2 separate regions of the Triticum aestivum genome follow, and region 1 is linked to region 2. Evidence: chromatin contacts called from public Hi-C data. All regions are on one chromosome and are shown on one strand. Each heading gives the region's core, a stretch centred on a gene start, on an enhancer-like site or on the middle of the called end of the contact. The rest is flanking DNA. Distances are from core to core; before and after follow the strand shown. Region 1 holds the start of LOC123189452 (protein FLOURY 1). Region 2 holds the start of LOC123189450 (probable inactive receptor kinase RLK902).

What was found. A called contact is a pair of places that touch in the nucleus more often than the background predicts.
Region 1: a contact with region 2 is called in a Hi-C map of leaf, with 5 times the contacts expected there. The contact joins the promoter of LOC123189452 here to the promoter of LOC123189450 in region 2. A contact is called at or near these places in 2 of 5 Hi-C or Micro-C datasets (both in leaf).

What each region holds. Positions count from the first base shown.
Region 1 is chr2A:565,630,414-565,636,082 of IWGSC CS RefSeq v2.1, reverse strand. It overlaps LOC123189452 (protein FLOURY 1), which reads right to left and starts at 3,488. Exons shown (of 1, transcript XM_044601870.1): 1 at 2,144-3,488. The coding sequence starts at 3,268. The coding sequence ends at 2,393.
Region 2 is chr2A:565,292,859-565,298,917 of IWGSC CS RefSeq v2.1, reverse strand. LOC123189450 (probable inactive receptor kinase RLK902) reads left to right here and starts at 1,845. Exons shown (of 2, transcript XM_044601869.1): 1 at 1,845-3,537; 2 at 3,627-4,586. The coding sequence starts at 2,193. The coding sequence ends at 4,291.

The DNA.
Region 1 (5,669 bases), core at 2,239-4,738, 340 kb before region 2:
TGCTGGTGGCGACGGGGGGCGGGGCGCTGCTCTCTTTCAGCTTTGGGAAGACGAGGGAGCGGCGGAGGTTTCCGAGATTGGAGTAGCAACCGGCGAGTGGGCGAACTACCCCTGTTTCCCATGCTTATAAAGAGGGAGGGGCGGACATCCCGCCTTTCCGAATAAAGAAATCACCCGCGATCTCTCCCACGACTCCGCATTCAACGCGTGCCGTTCAGGGAGGGCGCGGTGGATACGGGGAGAGATACGGCGTAACCCAGGCCGTGCGTGCCCGTGCCCTGTTTTGGGCCTGGCCCAACAGCGCTCGGCACCGTGTATGGCCCAGACCCGGGGGCTCCTGTCGGTGTACTAGAGTAGGGGTACCCTAGTATCCCGAACTTGTGCACGGGCAGTCGCAGCATCCCGCGGCAAGGCTTGCCGGGTGACCGCCAAGGTCCTCCGTGGTTCCTTTGGAGCCATTCAAGGACAAAGTATCCGAGCCAAGGAGACAAGACCCCGGCAAGAGGAGCTTGCCGGGAAGGCCAACCAAGGCATCTCAAGGAACTTGCCGCGATGCGCCACGCGTCCCAGCAAGGCCCGGTGAGCGACAAGCTCCCGGACGCGACAAGACAGCGACCGCGGCAAGGCGCTTGCCGCGGCAAGCCACCGCTTTGTGCCCGCGCTCCAGCACATCCACCAACGTGTCGCTCTGGGACCCTTCCAGGCGTACGTGGCGGGAGGCTGTGCAGCCAGCGGTGCGCGATGGCAAGCGGCACTGACAAGATTGCCATCGTGGCGAGCGGTGACGTCCCTGACGGTCCCTTTTGCACTATTTAGGCGACACAGACGGGCATTTAATGCCCTTGTCCCCTGCCGTCAGGGTTAGGTATGATACACTATAGCAGGTAGTTGTACCAACCGCAACACCTTTCCATTTTTACCCTTGCCTACGTTGCCACCTGTCGGTGACCCCTTGAGCATATAAAAGGAGGCCCATGCGCAACGTAGAGGGGGAGGAGGAAGAGAACACTCATGCTCGGTCTCGTTAGCTGCTGGGGTGTACTGTAGCACTCCGCGCTCCCGAGCAAGAACTCAATGCAAACCACAAAGCAGGAGTAGGGTTTTACGCATCCGTGCGGCCCGAACCTGGGTAAATGCTCGTGTGCTTCGCCTCGATCCGCTCTTCGTGCGACCCTCGCCCCCGCCGAACCGAAAGGGACTCGGTCCGCCGGTCCCATAGGTGCTCGTGGATTAGTCCCCCGACAAACGGGAAGGAAGATCTTGGATCTTAACTCACCGGTCCTATTTACCGTTGTCTACCACCGGATGCAAGTTTGCCTAATGAATCTATGAGATTTGCTTAATTTGAGAACCTGTAAATTGGCTTCAAATTAGCATATGCCACCATAATGCTTTTTTAGAAGAAATACCACTGCAAAAATATCTTTCAACGTAAATATCTTCATATGGTGAAAAATAATTGCCAATGTGAATTATCTAACTTACAATTGACAGCTGACTTTGAGGGCAGGCCTGGCGCAGTGGTGAAGTCCTCCCCACTTGTGCCAAGAGGTCCTGGGTTCGAACCAGCCTCTCTGCATTGCACTTTGCAGGGGTAAGACTAGGTTCCTATAATCCCTTCCCAGACCCCACCTTGTGTGGGAGCTTCTATGCACTGGATCTGTCCTTTTACAATTGACAGCTGACTTTATAGCATCTTAATTATTACTTTTAGTGAATAGCATATCAACCAGTGAAGTAATACAGTGCCCCAGTATGCAAAACTGCCAATAGAAGCACGAATCAGATACAGAAAAACTAGCAAACCAAGATTTGACCGTCCAAGAAAAATTAAACAGCAGTGCTGGCCAGCACAATAAAATAAAAAAAATGGAAATAGCTGAACCCTCCCTGTTTTCAAGCTCAGCCTGATCATGAAGAAATCAAGCGAGAAGGCAAATGTGGCTTGTAAATCAACACAGTCAAAACCCGTAAATGCCTTTTGAGGTATTCCAAAGCTGGGACTTACTCGAAACTGGAAGATTTTTGCATTTAGAAATCCAACATCATGTACCAAAAGACTACACACATCTATTGAGTTCACAATAATAAGACTTGAAAGGGTCCCGCAGATAGCATTGAGCATCTGTGCAGTTGAAGCATCTAGTACGATTATTAATCACATCTTAGGAGCTTGCAAAGGATGGTATATTTACAGGTGGATATTACATATATCTCTGCAGAGCTTTGTCTGCTTGAGTAATCTCACAGCAGCACCAGCTATCAAAATTTGGGCATTGGGAGGCCCTATATGGCTGCTGAATGCCATACAAAATGAAGAACCTGAACTGTCAAGAACTTCCCCAGCTTCAGGCCAACGTTTCTGCTCCATTGAGCTACCAGGAAGCAGGATCTACAACCGCTTGTCTCGGTCGTCCTCGCTTGTCTCTGACACGGCTTGCTCGGATGAAAACTCTGGCTCCCCGGATTGCATGCCGAACTTATTGATCATCCACTGAAGAGACTCGATTACCTGCCGGTCGTACATCTGCTTCTGCTGCACCATCTCCCGGAACTGCTTGGCCTCGCGCTCCACCAGCGCCTTCTCGTTCCGCAGGCACGCGATCTTGGCCATGGCCTCATCAGCTGCAGAGGCCGCCGCGCGCCTCTCCTTCTCCAGCTCCTCTAGCGCCGCCTCCTTCAGCCTCCTCTCCCGCACGAGCCGCCGCCTGAGCCGCTCCACGTTGCCCTCCTCCGCGCCGTTCACCTCGCTCTCGATGTCCTCATCCTCCGTGTTGGCCTCCTGCTCCAGCTCAAAAGCCAGCGACCTCGAAACAGGCTTGTCGGAGCAGCTGCCAGAGCGGGGGCGCTCCACGGTGTGGGCCGAGCTGCCTTTGTTGAGAGCCCGCGCCTTCGTCCCACTCCCACACACGGTGCAGACGACGCCTCTGACGCGCACCGCTTGCACCGTGGCGCCCGCGCTCCCCACGAGCCCCTCCACCGCGTCGCAGCGCTTGCCGAGGCGCCAGACCATGGCGCCCAGGAAGAGCAGGGACATTACGACGAGCACGTGGTGCGCGCCCACGGAGCGGGACAGGGCGGCCCAGTGCGCGGCGGAGGCCCACTCGCGGCCGACCTCGGACTCGGAGGCGTGCAGCATCGCGAAGACCCCGAGCGCGGAGCCGACGATGAAGTAGGCGGCGCCGGCGCCGGGTATGGAGCGGAAAGGGACGCCGGCGAGCGGCTTCAGCAGACCACCGACACTGGAGATGCGGTTCCAGCCGCCCATGACGACGGGACGGGGGCAGTCCTGCTCCGATTCAGGCGAATAGAATTCTGATTGGGGAGATGGAATCGCTCGGGGAAATCTTGGAGATCGATCGGCGTTGGGATTTAGGGGAGATGATGAAGAGTCCGGGGGATGGCCAGGAGCTGGGCAGCCGGGGAAGCGCCGCGGCAGTAGGGTTCTGGTTCAGTCGAGGAAGGGAGATTTCTTCGGATAAGTCGTGGGCGGTATCGCTGCCGTGTGGGTCTCATGATTTCTGTGGGTCCACATTGTCGGTTCGTGGGTTGCGGGACGCGTGGGGGCCGCCGAAAATGAAGGGACATGGGTAGTCGGTACCACTTTGAGGGTTCCTTACTCAAGACGCTGACCTTCCGATGACAGGTGGGCTACCAAATACACGGGTCCCACGCGTCCGTGACGTGTTTTTTTAGGGACTGTGACGTGGTTTAGGTGTACTAGGTCCGGGAGTATTTTTTGAACGAGCGGATCTTCGGATGGGAGTATGTGGCTATTTATAAAAACAGTTGCTAAAGCACATCTAGATGTGTCATAAGTATTGCACATCTAAATTCTATGTTATTGATCTTACATCGAGATTTGTGTGGATATTTTCTTTTTTCTTTTTTCTTTATGCTTGATTCACTCACTTAGATGTGCAATAAGTAGAGCACATCTAGATGTGCCCTAGACACACTCTTATAAGACGGACAAAATGATGGAATTTTGGGATCTTTATATGATTATATCTATATATACTTGCTCCCTCCGTTCCATGATATAAAATGTTTTTTTACATTATATACTAGTGCTAAAAAAAGTCTTACATTATGAAACGAAAAGAGTAGTAGCTTAAACTTGTGAATCTCAAAATCAAAGAATCAATATAGCCTGTTGATGGAGGCCATCGAATGGCCCAAATAGCTGGGACTCATAGCTACCGTGCCCAGTGGCGACGCCAAGGCATTCCATAAAATATCAAATAATTGTAATCGGTTGGTATACTATTCCTAGTTTGTTGTCATGTTGCTATTGCATTGCACAAATGATAACCAATAAATACAAAGGAGGAAATTCTTGGCTCCACCACTGAATGTGCCCACTACGATAAAGCGAATGTATATTATTCCCTCTGTGACACTACGCTCTTATATTATGGAACAAAAGGAATATTGTTTTCTAGGATCATCCACGTATTTGAAAGGTTCATGTGGTATATGGTTTGTTGTAAGCATCAAATCTTCGCAAGTGGTCATTTTCTTTATTTTTTTAGTAAAAAACGGATTCAATAAATACTGAAATGATGGTTGCTTCGTATGTCCAACTTACTACAAAAAAGATGAGGTTTTGTGATTTGACGACTCATTATTCATTATTACTGTAGCGCTACGACCGGAATGACTCTCCCCTGAAGTTCTACACTCTAATTTGATGCATGACACGTGGACCCATATATCGGATGTCCCACATGTCGGTGGAAGGAAGTAGAATTGTTTTCGACGACCGAGAAGAAGCTGTCGGCGTCCTGAGAACCAGGGTACCCAGACTTGCTTGCCTGTGGCCCACGGCGTGGCTCCCTCGACGGCCTGGTACGGCCCATCCGTGAGACTACCAAGACAAGACCCTCGCGAGGGCCCCCTGGCCTCACGAGCCGGATGACGCCAAGACCTCCAGAGGGAGTGGCCTCCCAAGGCTGCCTCCCGAGGAGCGGAGATTCCTATGCAACTGCCCAGCCTCACGAGGCTGCGATGACGTGAGCCGTGACGACCAAGGCCAGGCGGGTGCCAGCGGGTGCAGAGGAGACAATTTCCCTTTCGATGCTAAGGGAGTAAGGATAGATGCGGGTTCCCAAGGAATCCCCCAAAGGTTTGCATTCCGGTGCAATGAGACCAAGACCACGGGCTCGGCAGGACGGATGTCATCGCCGAGCCCACTGCTGCGTCACGACCAGAAGCTTTGCAGGAGAAGACCATCTTTTGTCGGGATGTGTACCTCTTGTCCCCTTTCAAATTGGCCACCGTGAAATCCCTTCCCGCCTAAGTTTTCAGGGAAGAGGACCAAGGCCACTATAAATATAGGTTAGCCACCACTGTAGAACGGGTCGACTCATTCTCACTCCCCTTGGGCCCTCGCGAGGAAGCTCATCCACTGTACTAGTTTATCCCCAAACCTCCTCATGAGGCCAATACACCACAAAGCAGGAGTAGGGTTTTACACCACAAGGTGGCCCGAACCTGGGTAAACTGTCGTGTCTGTTTTCTTCCCCGTTCGAGCGTGTATCAGGTGAGGCTAGGCTGTAGGGCGACGAGCTAGAGGCTTGAGAGGTTGAGATCTTCACACACGCCCTAGAGTTCAGACCTTTCTTGGGGTCTGCGGAGCCCTGAATCTGGCATTTGATGCACCAGGT
Region 2 (6,059 bases), core at 596-3,095:
GAAACTAGTAAGAAAAAAATCATAAGCAAAAAAATAACAATCATCAAAAACTACCGTCGCCGCTCCCGCAGAATGTCCTTCATTCTTCATGGTATCAATGATCTCCACAATCAGAATTAATAATGAGACGATTGCAGCCCGCCTTTTGCGCAAGGGTTAGGCCGAATCTTAGCACCAGAACTTCAGCCGTCATGACATCTGCACACCACTCGATTCTCAAATTTCCGCCAACAATAAAATTTCCTTTTATCATCTCTGATGACGCCGCCATGCCCCTAAGCATGTCTTGATCAAAAGATGCATCGATATTAAGTTTTGCAAAATCCTTAGGAGGCCGAATCCATTCCCCTCTTTTACTCGTAGCATTGGGGGAAGAGGCATTAACGTAATTTGTTGTTAGAGCATGAATCCCCATAGAAATTTAATACACATCTTAAGTTGTTTCGTCATGAACCGGTTTACACACTTCCTACCACAAGAACCAAGTTGTAATGACTATCAATTCTCGAGCATTCTGAAGACCCAGAATGGAGAAATCTTGGTCTGGCAGCAGAAGCAAGAACTCAATGACAACCTCACATGCACGATCTTTCATAGTCTCTTTTGATCACTTCATCCATACCTATTCCATACGTCCTTAGCTTTCTGGCACTGAAATAATAGTTGCTTTGTATCTTCTGGCCCATGAGAAGAAGATAGGCATTGTGGTGACACTTTCATATGTCAATTGACAAATGACAAGTGTAAAACGACAGGGGAGAGTGCCATACAGCGTGCACCAAATAAAGATTTTAACTTTTGCCGAACAAGATAATTTCCAAATGTAGATCAAACAGGATTAACATCAATTTGTCTCGTACCATTAGTATGTCGAAGTTTACTCCCGTATTGGTAGTCCCATTCCACAAAATAAGCCGACCGAGCAGTGAACATTCTATTTTTTGTGTAGCTCCATGCTATAAAATCTGACATATCATGAAGAGAAAGAGAAATATCGAGGACACGCTGAGCATTAATTGGCCATAACATTTGTCTCACCAGGTCTTCATCCTATTAATTAGTGACTGGATCAATAAGATCAGAGAACCTTGACAGAGGTGTCTCCCTCTTGGAGTAATATAATGTTTCTATTCTCGTAATTTGGGATCCATTCATCTTTTCAAATATAAATATTTTGTCCCTTGTCCACTCACGGGATATAACCATGCTTTAACGAATTGACTCCCGCCATAACACTTTGCCAATTAAAAGAGGAGCCCTTTTTTAAGTTTGCATTCACCATGGAGAAAATACTTTGCTCTTAAATTATGTACCCCATCGTTGCAAAATATGTCGACAAACGAAGAACGCGATGTGACTGACTCTGACCACCATTCGCTCTCGGCTATTCCTAGTTGTTTTGGCCGTTTGGCCAATTCAAATCTGCACTTACCAAGGAAATACACGTTCCTAGCTCAGCATTGCCGAGAAGTTACTCGCTCAACGGACGGTAACTGACAGACGATCATCACACACGCTCAAATTTTTCCCACACCTGACGCCATCATGACATTTACAGGCCACCACACAACGCTCATAAACCTCTCGACAGTTACGGTTCCGGCCTTCAGGGACCGGTTTACTTCGTCGCGCACGGCTGCACGACGCCGTCCACGTCCACAGCTCCGCGCATCATCCAGTGAACCAGTCCACGAAGCGAACTGCACCGGGGATATGCCTGCTGACAGCAGGAAAATGGCCAGCGATTCGTGTTCATGTTCGATCACATTGGCCTACAAAGCAGAGGATCTCAAGAGCAGCAGCTAGCAACAACTGACCAAAATTCAAACGAGCAACTGTTTCGCCGATCATTTCACGCACTGTTGAGTTGAGTTGTGCTCCAGATCATCGTCTCGTGCCGTCAGCGTCAACTGGACCAGGAGTAGGATCGGCGACAGCGGGCAGGCGTGCGATCTCGGCCGTCCGACGTTTCATCGGACGGTCGAGAGCACGTCCAGACCGAGAATGTGGTTGCGGATTTGTGGAAGTGAGTCCGCCCGCCCTCCTCAAGTCCTCTTCCCCTTGTCGCCAAACGAGAGCCATTTGTGAAGCTTCTTTCCGATATTCCACTTTCTTGTTTCGTCCCTCCCCACCTCTCCTCTTCCACCCCCCTCACATGGTGTGATCGGCCAAGCGAAGGGACCACCGCAGCCATGCCTCCGCCGGTAGCCGCCGCGCTGGTGATGCTGCTCGCCGTGGCCTTGGGCGCGGCGCGCGCCGCCGACGACCTAGCGTCCGACACCGCGGCGCTGCAGGCCTTCATCGCGCCATTCGGGTCGGCGTCCGTGTCCTGGAACGCGTCCCGGCAGACGTGCTCCTGGACCGGCGTCGTCTGCTCCGGCGGCCGCGTCACGGGGCTCCACCTGCCCGGGGACGGCCTCCGCGGCTCCGTCCCCGTCGGCGCGCTCGGCGGCCTCACCAGGCTCACCGTGCTCTCGCTGCGCTTCAACGCGCTCTCCGGCCCGCTGCCGGCCGACCTGGCCTCCTGCGTCAAGCTGCGGGTCATCAACCTGCAGTCCAACCACTTCTCCGGTGAGCTCCCGGCCGCGATTCTCTCCCTCCCGGCGTTGACGCAGCTAAACCTCGCTGAGAACCGGCTCTCCGGGAGAATACCGCCCGCCATTGCCAAGAGCGGGAAGCTGCAGCTGCTCTTCTTGGAGGGCAACCTCTTCACCAAAGAGCTGCCCAACGTCGACATGCCATCCCTCTTGTCTTTTAACGTCTCCTTCAACGACCTCACCGGCGAGGTTCCCAAAGGCTTCGGCGGCATGCCCGCCACGTCTTTCCTCGGCACGACACTGTGTGGCAAGCCCCTCCCGCCGTGTCGAACACCATCTACCCAACCACCGTCCCAGCCTCCCACGGTTGCCCCCGAAGCCGCGGCCGCGGGAAACGGCCACGGGCGGGGCCGGCGACACCTCGCGGGCGGTGCCATCGCGGGCATTGTGATCGGCTGCGCTTTGGGCTTCCTGCTTATCGCCGCCGTTCTGGTCCTTGCCTGTGGCGCCCTGCGCCGGAAGCCAAGAAGAACCTACCGCAGCCAGGACGCCGTCGCGGCGGAGCTGGCCCTGCACAGCAAGGAGGCGATGAGCCCGAATAGCTACACTCCACGGGTCTCCGACGCGCGGCCGCCACCGCCCGCATTAATGCCGCCTCCGGTCGCCCCCGTCTCCGTGGGGCGGAAGAAGCTTTTCTTCTTCGGGAGGGTGCCGAGGCCGTACGATCTGGAGGACCTGCTCCGCGCGTCCGCCGAGGTTCTTGGCAAGGGCACGTACGGTACCACGTACAAGGCCGCGCTGGAGACGGCGCCGGCGGTGGCAGTGAAGCGTCTCAAGGAGACGTCGCTGCCGGAGCGCGAGTTCCGGGACAAGATCGCGGCTATCGGTGGGTTGGACCATCCTAACGTCGTGCCACTGCAGGCCTACTACTTCAGCAAGGACGAGCGGCTCATGGTGTACGAGTTCGTCGCCACGGGCAGCCTCTCCTCGATGCTTCACGGTACGTGTTCTCGTCAGATTCTCTCTGTTTTCTTGCTCCAAACTCTGCTCCGAATCGGAACAAAATTTCTGAATTTGTGAGAATCTCAGGCAACCGTGGCGCCGGGCGATCGCCGCTGAGCTGGGAGTCGAGGAGGCGGATCGCGCTGGCCTCGGCGCGCGGCCTGGAGTACATCCACGCGACGGGCTCCAAGGTGGCGCACGGCAACATCAAGTCGTCCAACATACTCCTCGGGCGGTCGGTGGACGCGCGCGTGGCGGACCACGGCCTGGCGAGCCTCGTCGGCCCGGCCGGCGCGCCGTCGATGCGCGTGGCGGGGTACCGCGCCCCCGAGGTGGTCGCCGACCCGCGGCGGCTGTCGCAGAAGGCGGACGTGTACAGCTTCGGGGTGCTGCTGCTGGAGATGCTGACGGGGAAGGCGCCGACGAACGCCGCGCTGCACGACGAGGGCGTGGACCTCCCGCGGTGGGCGCGGTCCGTGGTGCGCGAGGAGTGGACGTCCGAGGTGTTCGACACGGAGCTGCTGAGGCAGCCGGGCGCGGAGGAGGAGATGGTGGAGATGCTGCGGCTGGCCATGGACTGCACCGTGCCGGTGCCCGACCAGCGGCCGGCGATGCCGGAGATCGTCGTGCGCATCGACGAGCTCGCCGCCCCGGGGTCGGCGTCGTCCATGGCACGGCCTGGCCGGAGCATCTCGGTCGACGAGGCCGACGACCGGCCGCTCAAGCCGGCCGGGTCGATCCGAGAGAGCTGAGGCTCGGTCGGTGTCACCCAGCATGGCGACCGTTCGGTAATTTACGGAAGATTCTGAAGAGAAGAGAATCTTGTCTTCTTGCGTGTGTCTTTAGGGCATTACTTATTTACCACCGTGTGCTTTCTACTTTCTTTTTTTGAAGTTTCATGAATTTCTTGATTCTTCTTCCTTGTCACGAATTCTTTGGATTAGCTGCGTGTGTTGAGGGATGCTGGCGATAGGAGAGGCACTGCTGGTTCTGAGACAGACAGAGTATGTAATTACATCATCATCATGGAGTTGATTTTGTTGCGATCGTGCGCGGGTCACCTGATTAACAATCATCTACCCGAAGAAAACAGCTGCTTTTGTGCAACTATTATACTCCCCCCTGCATGGAAACGGTAAAGAGAAAGTGTTCTTAATTTGCCATGAAAGTAACACGGATTGGCCACCGTAAATGTCATGTCGAGTGTCACGTCAGTTTGTTGCGCCGTGGTACGACTTTTCCACACCGCAAAAAACAAGAGAGTTTTCTGTGAAAGCAACGAGAACATGGACGTGTGTTGGCGGCACATCGGGCTGTCCCCGGCCAAGATCCCTGCAAATGATGAAGGCGGCGTCAATGCGTGCGTGCCTGTATGCTTAGGCAGGCGTACTTGCCGAGCATAACTCGCCGATGATGGAACAAAAACAAAAGGGAGAAGAGCGAGATGGTTGCAGCTGGACACACAGCAGCGGAGCAGATCGGAGATCATGCACTGCACTGCACCCCATGTCTGTCATTAGTTGGCAAAGCTTTTATAAAGGAGGAAGGAGGTTCGGCCGATGGATCGAGCCGGGGCGACAATCAATGTGGCCTATCCAAGGAAATCGATCCACAAACAATAATGGTCGATGTGAGTGAATGAACAATTGGTCCTGTGTTTCCAACAGCTCGTCCGGTCCGTCCACGGACACGACCGTCCAATCCACCCCCCATGCATTTGCACTGCACCTTTCGGTACAGGCGTACAGCCGATCTTTACTATAACTGCTTTCCATGGACACTTTCACCAGTAATTTTTTATTTGAAAAAGGAGAATTACCCTGCATGAAGCGATACATGCATTCATTTTATTATATTATTTAACATGACCCGGTAAAACAAATATATGTATCAATCCAAAACCATCTGTCTAATAAGTAAACAGTGTCACTACCCCTACAAGCTTGATGATGCGTGTTGACCTTGTACCAACACACACCATCTAATCCAGTGGCCTCACAAAGCCCCCCAACAGCGAGCCGAGAGCATCAACCAGTCTAGCAGAGGGCCTCTGCACGCACCAAATGCGCACGCTACGCTCATCCGTCCAGACACATCTCTCGCCGACACTCAGTTGCATCATGCCACCAAGACCCGCCGTCGTCAACACGGTAGATGCCACGCCTCCGTCGTCGCTCGAGCCCTTGCCCAGAGCCCACCGCCCACAGACACCCTTTCAAGGGAATCCAAGCCTCCCAAGACTGCGCCTCCATGGAGGGTACGACGCGCATGGCGCCACCGTCACCCAATCCAAGGTGGATTTTGGACTTTCGTCGGGGAGGGGAGTCGTGGGTGGATAGGAGGTACTTCGGTTGTGCCTTCAAGAAGGAGAACGACACCGAAAGACACCACCACTGTTGGGCCGAGCCAGTCGAACAAAGTTTCCTCCAGTCCCAATCCTACACCACCAACCTCCGTCTACTCTGGATCCGGCACGAGATGCAACTGGAACCTCTAGAGAAGAGAGTGCCATGGGGACGA